Regions from separate parts of the Pan troglodytes genome. Here region 2 is linked to region 1. A link is a contact called in public Hi-C data. All regions are on one chromosome and are shown on one strand. The core of a region is the stretch at or near the end of the contact, and the rest is flanking DNA. Distances in the headings are between cores, read along the strand shown. Region 1 holds the start of SNURF (SNRPN upstream open reading frame). Region 2 overlaps LOC112205572 (serine/threonine-protein kinase Nek4-like).

Region 1 (2,867 bases), core at 221-2,720:
TCTACAGGGAGGAAGCGGCCACCCCCACCCTGAAGCGCTTGCGCAGATCTAAGCCGCTGCAGCGGCGGCCATCTTGAAGGAGCTGCACAATGGCAGTGACGCAACACAGACCCCCAGGTTATTTCGACATAGCCTTCCAAGACCTGGTTCCCAACAGAGAGAAACAATGAAAAAAAAGTAACCCCCAGGCATCACCCGGCCTATCAGTCAAAAGATCTGTAAATGCAAGTTCTGCACATCATTCCTGTCTTCTTATGCCATAGCCTCTAAAGCGAGGGTTCCTAAAGGGTACGCAAGGATTCCACGCATTTCTGCAGCCCCTGCGGCAGTGTAGGCGTTGCGCAGTTTTAATAAAAAAGCACCACCACCACAGTAGGCAAACCAGATGACCATCGCAGGTCGCAGGAAAATTAAAGGCTGCGGACTGTGCTACTGCCCCTTCTGATGCCCCCTCCTCGCCACAGCGATCATTCAGCGTCCCTTAGTCACTCCAGACAGCGACAGGCCCCGCGGCCGCCATGCCCACCGCCTCCATGCCATGCCCACCGCCTCCATGCCATGCCCACCGCCTCCATGCCATGCCCACCGCCGCCATGCCTACCGCCGCCAAAGCCCACCACCGCCATGCCTACCCGCTGCCAATGCCCACCGCCGCCAATACCCACTGCCGCCGCCTTCCCCCTACCTCCCAGCCACTTCCTACGGACTCTCCCCGCGCCGCGACCACCAACACAACCCCCACCACTGTCACACCGACTCATCCCCCTGGTCCACTGCCATAGCCTCCTCGCCTCGGTCACTGCGACGAATTCCCCCCCCCAGTCGCCCCACGTACCCTGCTCCACCACGCAGTGGTCACTATTATACACCTACCTGCGCTCAACACCCCCTAAATACCGATCACTTCACGTACCTTCGCCCCGCCACAGTCACTCCAATATACCTACCTCCGCCTAAAATCCCTATGCACTGGTCCCCCCACGTACCCTCGCCACACGGAACTGCAATCACCCTGATGTACCCACCTCCACCCATGTCCCTTGTCCACTGCGGTTACCCCGCATGCTCCCAGTCACCACCGCCCTTCCCACCGCAGACACCCGCAATAGGACCTGTCGCGACACCACAGTTGGGGGCGGATGGGTGACGCGCCCCAATGCAAGCGGACAGGATACCATCGGGGCAGAACGGCACAACAGCAAGCCTCTGAACATTCCGGATCTGGTTCTCCAGAACAAAGGACTTTAGGGCCCAAATTCCGCTTATTTAGTACTCCAAGTCCTGAAAACTTGGAATATCTGATGAATAAAAGTGGCCGCTCCCCAGGCTGTCTCTTGAGAGAAGCCACCGGCACAGCTGACCTTGCCCGCTCCATCGCGTCACTGACCGCTCCTCAGACAGATGCGTCAGGCATCTCCGGCGGCCGCTCCACTCTGCGCCAGACTCGCTGCAGCAGCGGCAGGCTTCGCACACATCCCCGCCTGAGCATGCGCGCCAGCCTGCCTCTGCGGCCGCGCAGGCGTGCTTGTTTGCCGCAGTGCAGGGGTCCCAGCTCCCTCCCTCACCGGAATGACCTGGGGGGAGGGGGCTACTGGACCCCCAGGGCCCCACAGCACTGTTGCATTGAGAGGGGGCCTCTAGAAACCATAAGCAACCTGGGATCAATGGACATGTCTACCTGTTTTTTAAAATGTGTAAAATACTAAAGAAATAATTCTTGGTTCTACAATAAATTTTTGCACACACCACTGGCCAAACAATCCTAATTTACACTCACTCTCAGGTCTTCCTACGTGCGGTACAAAAAAGCTGGTTTGGAAAAGTTAAATGCGCCATAACCACAATCAATGCAAATATGCCAGACTTGAAATCCTTCCAGAAGAAAATATCCCTAACTCTAAGAGCATGTTACATTGTTCAAATTTGGTGCGATTTTTCTACCCTTTTTCTACTTTCTACATTTTGAGGGGGTAAATTGTGAAAATTATCTCCCCCAAAATCACAATATAATTAAACTCTCCTATACGGAATGGATAGATCATTCAACTCAAAAACACTGGCTATTCAATTTTTGTAAAACAAAAATATGAACTTAGACCCCCACCTAAGATCTAAGTAGGAGAGCCTTTCTTTGCCTATTAGAATTGGATACATTAAAATTTTTACCAATAATCAATGATAGCTGGAGTGGGGAGAAACAGGCACTTTTATATAATACTAATGGACAAGTAAACATTATTTACGACATAATATTCTATCTGCAGAAATAACGGAAGCATCAGTAACTCCAAAATTTAGACGCTGATGTAGCTTGGGAAAAGACACTGCAGAAAAGAAGAAAATAATCCTGAAACTGCATCTGCATAGTTTTTACACACATTTGCCCTTTCTCAATTGCCCATTATCGAAGAAGGGAGGGTGATGTGAGTGGAGGTTGACTAAATGGTTAAATCCCCTCCCAAGCCCTGTAAGCTACTGCTCAGTTCCCAATGATCCTACATTAAAACAGGTGCGCAGAGGCTTATCAATGCTGACTTCTATCGTAACAAAATCTCAGAAACTGTGTAATGTTCCTCACAGAGAACAGATAGGCTAAATAAATAAACGTATATATAAACAATAACATGCAATATGGCTGATGGAAAAAATGATGTATTAGGCTGAATCATATAAAATTGTCAATATTGAATTGTTTTGACCTACAAAAACATTGCAATTTCTAATAGTTCATTGATACATATTCACATAAAATAACATGGGAAGTTGACTCTGATCACGGGAGTCAATCGAAAAATAAAATGTAGGCTGGGCACAGTGGCTTACGCCTGTAATCCCAGCACTTTGGGAGGCCGAGGTGGGCAGATCAC
Region 2 (2,867 bases), core at 149-2,648, 180 kb after region 1:
CTGTGCAACGTTTATGAAAAGACAGTGTTGCATAAACACTAAGGTATTTTTATGGGAAAAAGAAACAAAACTTAGGTTAAAACAAAGTTAATACGGCCGAGCGCGGTGGCTCACGCCTGTAATCCCAGTACTTTGGGAGGCCGAGGCGAGCGGATCACGAGGTCAGCAGATCGAGACCATCCTGGCTAACATGGTGAAACTCCGTCTCCATTAAAATTAAAAAAATTAGCCGGGCGTGATGTCGGGCGCCTGTAGTCCCAGTTACTCGGGAGGCTGAGGTAGGAGAATAGCGTGAACGCGGGAGGCGGAGCTTGCAGTGAGCCGAGATCGCACCACTGCACTCCAGCCTGGGCGACAGAGCGAGACTCCGTCTTGAAAAAAAAAAAAAAGAAAAAACCAAAAACAAAGTTAATACAGGAGCAAGAACCAAAACAATGATAGGAAGCCTAAAAAGGAAAATGTTTACGGGTAAAACGCAGGTTAAAGGTTTTCTGCGGCACAAACGCCAGATAGGAGACTCCTAGCAGACGCCATAAGCCGAACAGACTCGCCCGGAAACGGAAACGGTGACGGGAGACCAGCGTCATCCACGCCACCGGAGCCGCGCAGGCGCGCAGTGGATCGGCTCCTGCCGGCCACCGTCTTCCCCCTCTGTCATGTGACCTTCCCACAGCGCACTGCGGGCTGTTTCGCTGCGCCGAACAATGGCGCATTTCTTGCCACCATCCCTGTGAGATCGGAGTAGCTGGGCTTTGCGGCACAGCTCGCTCCGACAGACGGTCGGGACCCCGGCCCCGCCACGTATACTTGAGCGAATACGTCCGACATCTATATCACATTAGAAAACATTGAAAGAGTAATAACCAGTTAAGGCTGTAATCTAAGAAATTACATTCATCTTATGAACTGTAGTGCTACCAAAGAGGAGCGTGATGTATATGGAAACACACGGTGCCGGGTTTAATGTGACAGTGCAAAATCAGCTGAACTCGTTTTACAGTCACATCCGAAGTATGATTCCGTGCATAGTAACACACTCCTATACATCCATGTTTGTAAATGAAATCAATTAGCGTAATGGGATTCACTTCGACCTTTTAACCCTTGCGTTAAATGACAGGAAATGTGGTCTTGGGCCAGGATTCCCTGAGTCTTTACTGGGAATGGTTACCAATTGCATTTCACCCCTAACCCCTGCAGCAATTATGAATTATGTTTCAGTTTTTAAACGAATATAAGAAAAATCCTACTCAAATGAACACAGCAGTTCCTGGATGCTGGGCCGCCATCTGTTTTGTTTTGTGTTTTTTTTTTCCTCTCCTGAATTTATTAAAGCTGCCATCAGCCCCCCTTTCTGTTGATGCTAGATGGCGCTGTGAGCACAGGGGTCCCTCATGCCCAAAAACTACAGTATAGCAGGTACTTCTGCAATGCAAGTAAGGAGGGGTTTAGGCGTGAAAGCAATCTATGCTTGGTACTGAAATTCGTTTTCTAGGTGGAAAGTTCCTTTTCTGATTTCCTATTTTTCACAGGGAGGTCCAACTGAGTCAAGAGAAGCTTCTACCTTGAAAATACTAAAATTTTGTGTGGACTCTTTTCCAGGACTTTAGGTTGTCTATTTTCATCACCCATAACTTTTTCTTTGCCAATGCAGGGGCTGAGCCTCAACCCCACATAATTTCTTAAAAATCTAGCCCTGACATAGATTTGTAACTTCCTTCATGTGTTCTGAAATTGCTATTCTTGTGATGCCTCAAATATTTTGACTTGTATACATGTCGTGGTTTCTACATGAATACTAATCATTCTTTTGTCTTTCCCAGCTTAAATTTGCATCGTTTTTCAGCTACTTATTCATGTTTTCAATCTTAAATTACTTCCTGCAGGATACCTGCAGTGACCATTTAAATTAGTGTTGTATGCACATGCATTTTGTGGATTTCCACATAACTATGCAGCCTCTCTAATCTGATTTTTATTGCCTATATGTTCGAATATCAGCTTGACTGATGTCTCAAATATAGGAGAAATGTATGTTTGTTGTTCATTTGTCCATGCCTCACATGTAGCAATATATATACCACATGGTTGTCACTAGATTTTCTTAGTTTGCAAAAATGCATAGGTGAAAATCAACTGTCTTCCCTTATAGCGATAATGAAAAATTGAGCATTGAAGTTAAAATATATTTACAGCAGTATAAAAATGATATTCTTAGAGATAAATCTGGCAAAAATTGTACTCTGGGAATTAGGAAACACTGATGAGATTAGTTTTAAAAGATCTAAATAAATACAGCGATACACTAATTTCATGAATTGGAAGGTCAATATTAAGAGAGCGATTCTTACATTTTAATCTATGCATTCACTAAATCCTCAATCAACATCCCATTATGATTTTTTTTGTAGAAATTGACAAATAGATTCTAAAATTTGTATTAGAAAGTAAAAGTAGAATAGCCAAACACATTAAGAAAAGGAGGAACAATGTTGGGGTACTCACTTTACCTATTTCAAAATTTAATATAATGCAGTATTAGTACAGATAGTGTGCTTTGGTGTAAGGATATATATTTAGATAAATGAAACAGCTTAGCACCCAGAAATAGACCTACACGTATGTGGTTGGTAGATTTTTGACTCATGTTCCAAAGAAATTTAATGGAGAAAGGACAGAGTTTGCAACAAATGATTCTTGAACAATTGAATATTCATATACCAAAAATAAAAACCAAAATGTTCACCCTTATTTTGTAGTAGATATTAAAAATTATTCAAAATTTATCATAGATTAAAATGTAAAACCTTAAGATAGACAATTTCTAAAAAACAGCCAGGCGCAATGGGTCATGCCTGTAATCCTAG

What was found. Hi-C and Micro-C count contacts between places; a contact is called where the count stands out from the background.
Region 2: a contact with region 1 is called in a Hi-C map of induced pluripotent stem cells, with 2.8 times the contacts expected there. The contact joins the enhancer-like site here to the promoter of SNURF in region 1. A contact is called at or near these places in 1 of 7 Hi-C or Micro-C datasets (induced pluripotent stem cells) and 1 of 1 datasets of contacts at active chromatin or transcription factors (stem cell-derived excitatory neurons).

Annotation. Positions count from the first base shown.
Region 1 is chr16:10,585,500-10,588,366 of NHGRI_mPanTro3-v2.0_pri, forward strand. SNURF (SNRPN upstream open reading frame) reads right to left here and starts at 1,471. Exons shown (of 10, transcript NM_001110815.1): 1 at 1,362-1,471. The coding sequence starts at 1,375. It overlaps SNRPN (small nuclear ribonucleoprotein polypeptide N), which reads right to left and starts at 1,475. Exons shown (of 10, transcript NM_001256797.1): 1 at 1,362-1,475.
Region 2 is chr16:10,767,958-10,770,824 of NHGRI_mPanTro3-v2.0_pri, forward strand. All of the region lies in intron 13 of LOC112205572 (serine/threonine-protein kinase Nek4-like), which reads right to left. Among named protein-coding and RNA genes, the nearest start is that of NPAP1, 97 kb to the right of the region's middle. Within about 2 kb of position 1,399, at least 12 of the 24 cell types and tissues checked have an H3K27ac peak or open chromatin away from gene starts, as enhancers often do. A contact at or near this core is called in induced pluripotent stem cells, where this site is marked.